3 separate regions of the Triticum aestivum genome follow, and regions 1 and 3 are each linked to region 2. A link is a contact called in public Hi-C data. All regions are on one chromosome and are shown on one strand. The core of a region is the stretch at or near the end of the contact, and the rest is flanking DNA. Distances in the headings are between cores, read along the strand shown. Region 1 holds the start of LOC123091339 (probable glutathione S-transferase GSTU6). Region 2 holds the start of LOC123091355 (glutathione S-transferase U17). Region 3 holds the start of LOC123123837 (probable glutathione S-transferase GSTU6).

Region 1 (2,963 bases), core at 443-2,942, 320 kb after region 2:
AATCCAAATGGGACCCTTGCCCCTCGCCTTGGCTCGAAAGGTGCCGGACCGTTGTAATATGGAGAAGCTCACCCTAGAGCCAGGATAGGACACGATGCCGGGCACCATGGGAGATTCTCAACCCGACACAGCGCTGCACGAGGAACCGGACGAATTGCCACACCGCAGGTCACCGCTACAACCACCAAGGGGAAAAACTACACAAAGGCACTGACACTGAACAAACGAACAACGAGTAAGATGAAGCAACCTTACAGGAAGCAGATCAAGCCTGAATGGATAGGCTCCATGCCCAAGCCACTGCATCAAGTTGCTGCTAGCAGAAGAGAGGAGCCCTATCCCCTCCCTGCCCAAGAATGGCGCCAACCGGCGAGCAAGCAAGTAAGGATCCGACGAGCAAGCCAAAGCAGAGCATCACTGCTACATAAACAGAGCACCAAGCTTCATCTCCCTCGCTGCTGACGCAGCCAACCCGACACCCACCTCACAGCACTCTGCACACTCCTACTATGCCCAAGACGACACCTTCAAGAAGGTGGCGACGCACGTTGCGCCGTTGCCGTCCAGTCTTGAGAAGACAAGGGTTTTCACCCGGGTCATGGAGCAGGAGGGAGAGGAAACGAACCTCGACAAAGCCTCCGAGGAGGAAAACGGCACCTGCCTGTGTCGCCGATGCCGTGGCCGGAGAACCAGCCAAGGATTTCTCCCGGTCCAGTTCCGCAGCTCCAAGCAACCCCACCAGCCACGGATCCGGCGTCCAGAGGCCACCGGCGACCAGATCCGGCGAGGAGGAGCGCGCTGAGGGGGAGTGGAAGCTGCCTTCAGATCCAGGCGCGAACAGGGGGGCCGCGCCCCCGTTGCGACCGGCGCCAGCGCCCACCGTCACTCGCCGCCCTCGCGACCAAGAAGACGGGGGGCAACACCCGCGACACCGCTCGCCGCAGAAACGGCGCCGCCACACCACCCGAGGCCGCTGCCTCGCCGGCCTAAGCCCTCCTCGAGGAGCGAAGCAGCCAGATCCTCGCCGCCACCGTCTTGGGCGACCACGCGGGCTTCGCCGGAGGCATCCTCGGGCGGCGGCGAGGGGGGAGGAGGAGGGGAAGGGAGGGCGGCGGCTAGGGTTTTCGTTGCCACCCGAGTCGCCCCGAGCGGAGCGACGCGGGGGCCAAAAGGAAGTACTTCCTACTCCCTCCGCCCGGAATAACTTGTTGCTCAGTCGGATGTAAAGTATTGAAATACGTTTTATACATTTATTTCAGCGACAACTAATTCCAGACGGAACCAGTTACTACACTACTACAAATTCAATGGGTTGCAGATTTTTTTTTTTGAATTTTAATGGGTTGCAGATTTAGTCTTGACTCTGGGTCGTTTGTTTCAGAAATTTCTTGGCACGTATTCTGTCCGTCTGCTTGGTCCTTCATGCACTTTTCACGGCCCGGCTCTCGGCAAGAGTTTTCCGTGCGCGCGTCTATTCGTCTATATTGAGCACGGTGTCCCAGTAGTAATCTGGAGCTGTGGACAAACCGACAGGGCCGGCAACAAGTTGCAGAGCCAATCCATCCACGCGTGCGAGAAGAATCTCGGGGTGGACTGAAATGCCGAACGGAAATAATAATGCCACTGTCATCTAATGGAAAAAAGGTGGACTAACTACTGTACTTTGACTGCCAACCGCGTCACTGGTGACGCACGTGGGTATACAAACGTGAAGAATACGGTGTCTGCCAGTGTTGCACAGATAGACAAATGGAGAAAAACAGACGGAGAACGAAACAATGGCTGCCGAAGGAAGTCTGAAGCTGCTCGGCTTGACGGTGAGCCCGTTCGTCATCCGTGTACGCATGGCGCTGCAGCTGAAAGGCATCGGCTACGAGTACATAGAGCAGGACCTGTTCACCAAGGGCGAGCTCCTCCGCAAGTCCAACCCGGTGTACATGAAGGTCCCGGTGCTCATCCACGACGGCAAACCCATCTGCGAGTCGCTGGCCATCGTGCAGTACGTCGACGAGGTCTGGGCGGCCACGGGCCCCTCGATCCTCCCCGCCGACCCCTACGATCGCGCCGCCGCTCGCATCTGGGCCGCCTACGCCGACAGCAAGGTGCTTGCGTGTGTGCTGTTGCCCCAACTTTTCCTACAGTAGTGTTTGAGTTTGAGCCGGGTTTCATGGTCGTGGTGTCTTGCAGCTCTTGCCGGCCTGGGTAGGCATCATGTGGGCGGCGACGGAGGAGGAGAGAGCGGAGAAGGTCGAGGACACGCTAGCGGCTATCGGCCAATTGGAGGAGGCGTTCGGCAAGTGCTCGAAGGGAAAGGCCTTCTTCGCCGGCGATTCCGTCGGGTACCTCGACCTCGTCGTCGGCTCGCAGTTGCTCTGGTTCGAAGCGCTGCAGAAGATGTTCGGCGTCGTGGTCGTTGAGGTGGGTAGGGCTCCGCTCTTGGCCGCGTGGGTGAAGCAGTTTGGGGAGACTGATACGGCCAAGGAGGTGGTGCCGGACGTTGACACGGCGGTGGAGTACCTGACGAAGCTTCAGTCTCGTCGGGCTGGTTCCACGGTTGCCCAGTTGCTGTCGTGACAAAAGTAGAGTGGAATTTGTCGACCCAGCTAGCAAGTACAGCGAATTTTCTCTTTAGGCCAGCTTTATAGTCATGTCTTGTAAGGATGCAAAGAATGGACTGGTTTCCCTCCTGACACCACGTAGCTACTTCTCCAAAGAGGATAACAAATCGTTTGTAAGAAATCATAAGTATATTCTTTTTTTTTGCGGGTGAAATCATAAGTATATTCTTTGTCATGGATATAATTCTGACAATATTACAGGGTGTGGGTAGATGCAATTGTATCTACCGATCAACGGGGGAGGTAACATGTCAGGCCCACTACAACCCCACGCCCTCTCCTCGTCAAGCATACGGTCTCGGCGTGGGCCGACCCGCGAGGCGAAGGAAGCCCAACCCGCGGAAC
Region 2 (2,730 bases), core at 119-2,618:
TTTTCATGGCAAGTCTAGTTGATGCGAGGTGGCAACTTCAGTTGTTAAAACATGTTTGTCAACCTCACGTGAACTAATGTTGCCATAAAAACATTTAGAATTTCTAAACAGTATTGAGCCGCATTTCACCAAGAGCTCTTTTCTTCATTATAAAAAAGACCCCAATAAATCCCGATTTTCGGATTTTAAACATGTAATTCCGAATGTTTTTTCATGACAAGTTTAGTTGATGCGAGGTGACAACTTTAGTTGTTAAAACATGTTTGTCAACCTCACGTGAATTAATGTTGTCATAAAAACATTTAGATTGCCATGCTTAAATCCGAACGTTCGGGATTTATCATTTTCGTGTAAAAAGGACGGTTTACACCGACAGCCAGCAGGTTACTTAGCCAGCAGGTTACTTATTCTTGCTATGCCATCGAGCACTGTCTAGTGTCCACCACAGTTCGTTCACTTGTAATTAGCACTAGCCGCCTTCACAGCGCCGCCATTCTTGACGCTGAACTCCACGAACCTGTCCACCTCAGGCATGGCGTCCGCCACCGCCGGGTGGGCGCAGAACCGATCCGCCCAGGCGGCCAGCTTAGGAACCTTGGCCGCGTCGAGCAGCCTGATTTCAGCGATCCTCTCTACCGCCCTGATCCATCCGAGGTGCGACCCCAGAGCAATGTCCAGGTAACCCACGCCGTCGCCGCCGAAGTAATCCTTCCCTTGGCTGCAGTCGGCGAAGGCCACCTCCAGGTGCTGCAGAGCGGCGCACACCTGAGCCGCCGCTTCGTCCTTGTCTCCGTCCAGCCTTCCCCTCAGGACGCGGATCGCCGTAGGGAACTACGCATCCATTGAACAGGGAGCACACGTTTGTTTAGGGGAAAGCTTTGTAATCTCATACTATCATTTTGTTGCTGAGAACTGAGAAGTTCAAAGCGAAAATCAGAACTGGATTGCCTTGTCTTTTTACCTTGTCGTCGACGTACTGGGCCCAGAACCGCTCGGCCGCCCGGGCGTAGGGATCGGACGGGAGGAGCGCCGGGGCTTGGGAGGCCCAGGCCTCGTCGACATACTGGAGGATGATGAGGGACTCGGAGACGGGCCTGCCGTGGTGCAGGAGCACGGGGATCTTCTTGTGCACGGGGTTGGAGGCGAGCAGCAGCTCGCTCTTGTTGCCCACGGCCTCCTCCACGAGCTCGTGGTCCACGCTCTTGAGCCCAAGAGCTATCAGCACCCGGATCACGAACGGGCTCGGCCACCTGCCCAGCACGCGCACCGACGCCGTCTCCTGTTTCTCCGACGACATGTTTTGTCGATTTTTTCAGATCGTGTGGTGTTTCTGCAGTGAGGACTGAGCTGAGGCGGTATGTCTATATGAAGTGAATTGAAGCATCGGCCACTACGGCTTCGACGTCGTCGCGTGCGTCATGGTTTGAAGCCGTGCGTCGCTCGACTTGTGTACCAGTGAGCTAGACGCACGTTTCTTGATGACTTGATGCGAGCCCTTTCGTCACAGGAGCGAGCGTGTATCGGATTTTCTGTGGTCAGGTAACCTTCTCGAGACCACGTTTTTTCAAAAAGGGGGATTCGCCCCAGCCTCTGCATCAGAACGATGCATACGGCCAATATTATTAATAAACAAAAGGTCCAGCATAAGTCTCCAAGTCTCGAACAAAGAACAAAATAAAGGCTCACGAAGAGCTAATCAGTAGTAGAAAAGCCACAACCGACTGGCATGAAAAGGTAGGAGCACTACATGCCTGTCCTATTACATAACCGCCATTCAAACCGGTTGAAAATATCCCGTGCTACCATCTCCCATTGGGTAGACGCAGTAACTAAACGCTCCCTGGCCTTCGTTGGAGTGAGTAGCGACCATATACGAATCAACACAGTGGCCCTGAAGATAACCTGCAAAAGGTGAATATTTGTTATTCTGTTAAAGACCAGATCATTTCTACAGTTTCAGACTGCCCATAATAAAGCACATACACCTACACGAATATGTCTTATTGTATCTGAATCTATCCCATCAAGCCACGCCCCATATAACGCGTTGATAGAGTACGGTGGTAATGTTAAAAGCTATGTGAACCGACCGCCACATAATTTTTGCCAGCGGACAATCAAAAAAGAGGTGTTTGATTGGTTCGTGTTGGTCGCAAAAGCTACATCTCGTAGATCATGTCCAATTGCGTTTTGCCAAATTATCCTTAGTCAAAATAACTTGCTTATGCACAAACCACATAAACACTTTGATTTTCAAAGTTACTTTAACTTTCCAAGCATCACTGGTGGAAAAAGGGCCTTTGGTCGCGGTTCGCAACTGCCATTAGTCGCGGTTGCGCAACCGCGACCGAACGGGCGCGACTAAAGCCCCCCCCCTTTAGTCGCGGTTGCTTAAGAACCGCGACTAAAGGCCCGTCCACGTGGGCGCCAGGTGGCCGTCGGGGCGGAGGACCTTTAGTCGCGGTTCTTCTGGCCAACCGCGACTAAAGGCCGCCGCAGGTTTAGGGTTTTAGCCCCCCCCCCTAAACCTGTTTTCTGTTTAATTTGTATTGTTTTATTTCTTTTGTGCTTTATTTTAATTTTGAAGGAGTTTCATATATTCTACGGTACTACATACATGCATATGAATGTACAATTTCAAATAAATTTGAAATTAGAACCAAAAAGAATTCAAGAGGAATATACAATATATATTCAATATCATCGGATGACCATATACAATTTTGAACA
Region 3 (2,710 bases), core at 120-2,619, 280 kb after region 2:
TTCCAACGTTGCTATCATGTACCGACGGAAAACATATTGAACTCCCGAAATGTGGCTGAGCACCGTTGTGCAAGAAAACACAGGTCATGCACGAGAGCGTGACCACATGCTTAGGAGGAAAGTCGTCGGCACAAGCATCATTCAGGTTGCAAGTGGACACGGGCCGCCCACGGTGCCCACTTAAAGGCCCGTTTATTTTGCATTCGCGGACATCCACGGTCAGCACATCCCGATATGTGGAATATGTGGGTTGTCCCACGATGCCCACATCGAACCCACCTATCTAACTAACTAGCCTGGGCACGCCGCGGGGATTAGGGCTCGCCGCCAGCCATGGCCGCGCCGCCGTGGCCGGCCTATACCCGTCGTCCACCTCCTCCATGGCCAACCTATTGACTTCGTCGACCTCCTCTATGGCCGCACGAGCGTCATCTTCCATTCCCGCATTGGGCGCTGCAGCACCGCCGTCTATCTCCGTCGGCTGCCGGCCGCCCCAGAGCCGCCATGTACCTCCGCAGCCGCAACTCTTCCCACCACCACATAATTCTCTTCTCTCAGCATTCCTGCTGCCGGCGCCACTGGAAAGGACTGCGAGAAGAGGCCTACCCCAGGCATCAACCAAGAATCTAGAAGGAAAAGTTTCAAGAAGAGAATCTGCAATTGACAAGAGAAGGAAGATTCCTGCTGTTTCCCCCTCTTTCAATCCATACAAAGCTCGAGGTTTTAACTGAATTTTATGCATGTATGCGCTGCTGCTATGTGTGTGATGTTAAGTTCCTGCATGATTAACTGCTAGATCCTTTTGAGAGACTAAGAATAGTGGTTGTACTGTCCCTGCTCTCTGTTTCTCTGCATGACAAATAATCTATTCTCTGTTTCTGTATGAACTATAATTAAGTGTCTGTATGGACTAGGTGGGCATTGTACTGTTTAAATATTGCCTCTCTATTCGTCTTGCTACTGGAGAGTTAATTATACGGGCAGTTAATTATAGTGTTGTTTGTTGGTGCTGCAAGTACAACGGCACTAGAGCACTACTAGGCCAAGGCATGTCGTGCATGCCGTGCATGCCGGCTGTACGTGCGCATTATGCACACGAGCTGTTAAAGCTCCCAAGGAACCAGTGATGGTAGCTCACCACCTCAAGATGACAATGCGAACGTATTTCAACAGGTACATCTGCATCAATTAAGTGAATATTCCACTAAACCCACATATCTCACATAATAATATATGGGCTTTGGCGGGTATCCCATTTAATCTACGCGGCAGATGTGGGGCGGACGCGGGCCTCCCGCGGAGCGTCCCACTTACAGCCTGAAGCATCATGGATGACGCATCGATCCTTTATATATTCCGCACTCCACACTAACCACAGAATCACACGGAACCTTGAGGCACGCCCACCCCACGGGAGAAAATGGCAGACACAGGAGACGAGCTGAAGCTGCTGGGCATGTGGGCGAGCCCGTACGTGGTCAGGGTGCAGCTCGCGCTCCGCCTCAAGGGCGTGAGCTACGAGTACGTCGAGGAGGACCTCGCCAACAAGAGCGAGCTCTTCCTCCGCTCCAACCCGGTGCGCAAGACGGTCCCGGTGCTCATCCACAACGGCAAGCCCGTCTGCGAGTCCCAGGTCATCCTGCAGTACATCGACGAGGCCTTCGCCGGCGTCGGCCCGTCCCTCCTCCCCGCCGACCCCTACGAGCGCGCCGTCGCGCGCTTCTGGGCCGCCTACGTCGAAGACAAGCTGCTGGCGCCGTGGGGGAAGGTGTTCAGGGTGACGACCGACGAGGAGAGGGCGGAGTGGACGAGGCAGACGGTGGCGGCCGTGGGTCATCTGGAGGAAGGCCTGAGGGAGTGCTCCAAGGGGAAGGGCTTCTTCGGCGGCGACTGTGTCGGGTACGTCGACGTCCTGCTCGGTAGCATGGTGCCGTGGGTGCGCGCCACCGAGAGGCTCTCCGCCGACAAGTTAATCGACGCCGGCAGGGCCCCGCTGCTGGCGGCATGGATGGAGCGCATTAGCGAGCTCGACGCGGCCAAGGCGGTCTTCCAGGACGTCGACAGGGTGGTTGAGTACGCCGGGGGAATACAGGCCCGGCTTTCCGCCGCGGCTGCAAGCACTCAATAAAGCGGCATGGCGGCCTGGTGAGCAGCTGATGCAAGGAGAAAATAGCCAAGTGTGGAGTTAGCTGGAATTACTAAAATGGCCACGTTTCTGTTTCTTTTTCTCGAATAATGGCGACATAATATGCAAGTATGTGATATTACCAGTTTAAAAACTTGTGTGGTTGTCGTGACAGCTCCTCCTCTGTTTTTTAAGGGACATTTACATTTCTGTCCTTGGCTTTGTCACGTTAGTGGGGTTTGTCTTTTGGTTTTTAGGTTGCTCAATTTTGCCATTGAAAGATTATATGTTAATATGACTAGCACATATGTCCGTGCGTTGCAACGGCAGAAATAACAAAATTATGTTCAATTTTTGTGATGATTGTATCTGCAGAACACGTTTAGTTCATGCAAACTTTGATCTTAACCAAGATCCATGGAAACATCGCTAAAACATTTTTAGTGTGGTACTAATGATACACCTCTAATTAATTGTTCCTGTCTTGTCAAGCATCTCATCGAAATTTTAAAAAAATATTTTCCTTGCAAAAAAATCTTTTAAACTTTGTAGTCATTTATTAACAAAAAACATAATATTTTCTTT

Evidence for each region. A called contact is a pair of places that touch in the nucleus more often than the background predicts.
Region 1: a contact with region 2 is called in a Hi-C map of leaf, with 4 times the contacts expected there. The contact joins the promoter of LOC123091339 here to the promoter of LOC123091355 in region 2. A contact is called at or near these places in 2 of 5 Hi-C or Micro-C datasets (both in leaf).
Region 3: a contact with region 2 is called in a Hi-C map of leaf, with 4 times the contacts expected there. The contact joins the promoter of LOC123123837 here to the promoter of LOC123091355 in region 2. A contact is called at or near these places in 1 of 5 Hi-C or Micro-C datasets (leaf) and 1 of 1 datasets of contacts at active chromatin or transcription factors (leaf).

Annotation. Positions count from the first base shown.
Region 1 is chr1B:355,672,590-355,675,552 of IWGSC CS RefSeq v2.1, reverse strand. LOC123091339 (probable glutathione S-transferase GSTU6) reads left to right here and starts at 1,692. Exons shown (of 2, transcript XM_044512830.1): 1 at 1,692-2,102; 2 at 2,188-2,772. The coding sequence starts at 1,779. The coding sequence ends at 2,574.
Region 2 is chr1B:355,990,437-355,993,166 of IWGSC CS RefSeq v2.1, reverse strand. LOC123091355 (glutathione S-transferase U17) reads right to left here and starts at 1,368. Exons shown (of 2, transcript XM_044512851.1): 1 at 962-1,368; 2 at 317-831. The coding sequence starts at 1,297. The coding sequence ends at 454.
Region 3 is chr1B:355,707,241-355,709,950 of IWGSC CS RefSeq v2.1, reverse strand. It overlaps LOC123123837 (probable glutathione S-transferase GSTU6), which reads left to right and starts at 1,369. Exons shown (of 1, transcript XM_044544469.1): 1 at 1,369-2,480. The coding sequence starts at 1,421. The coding sequence ends at 2,128.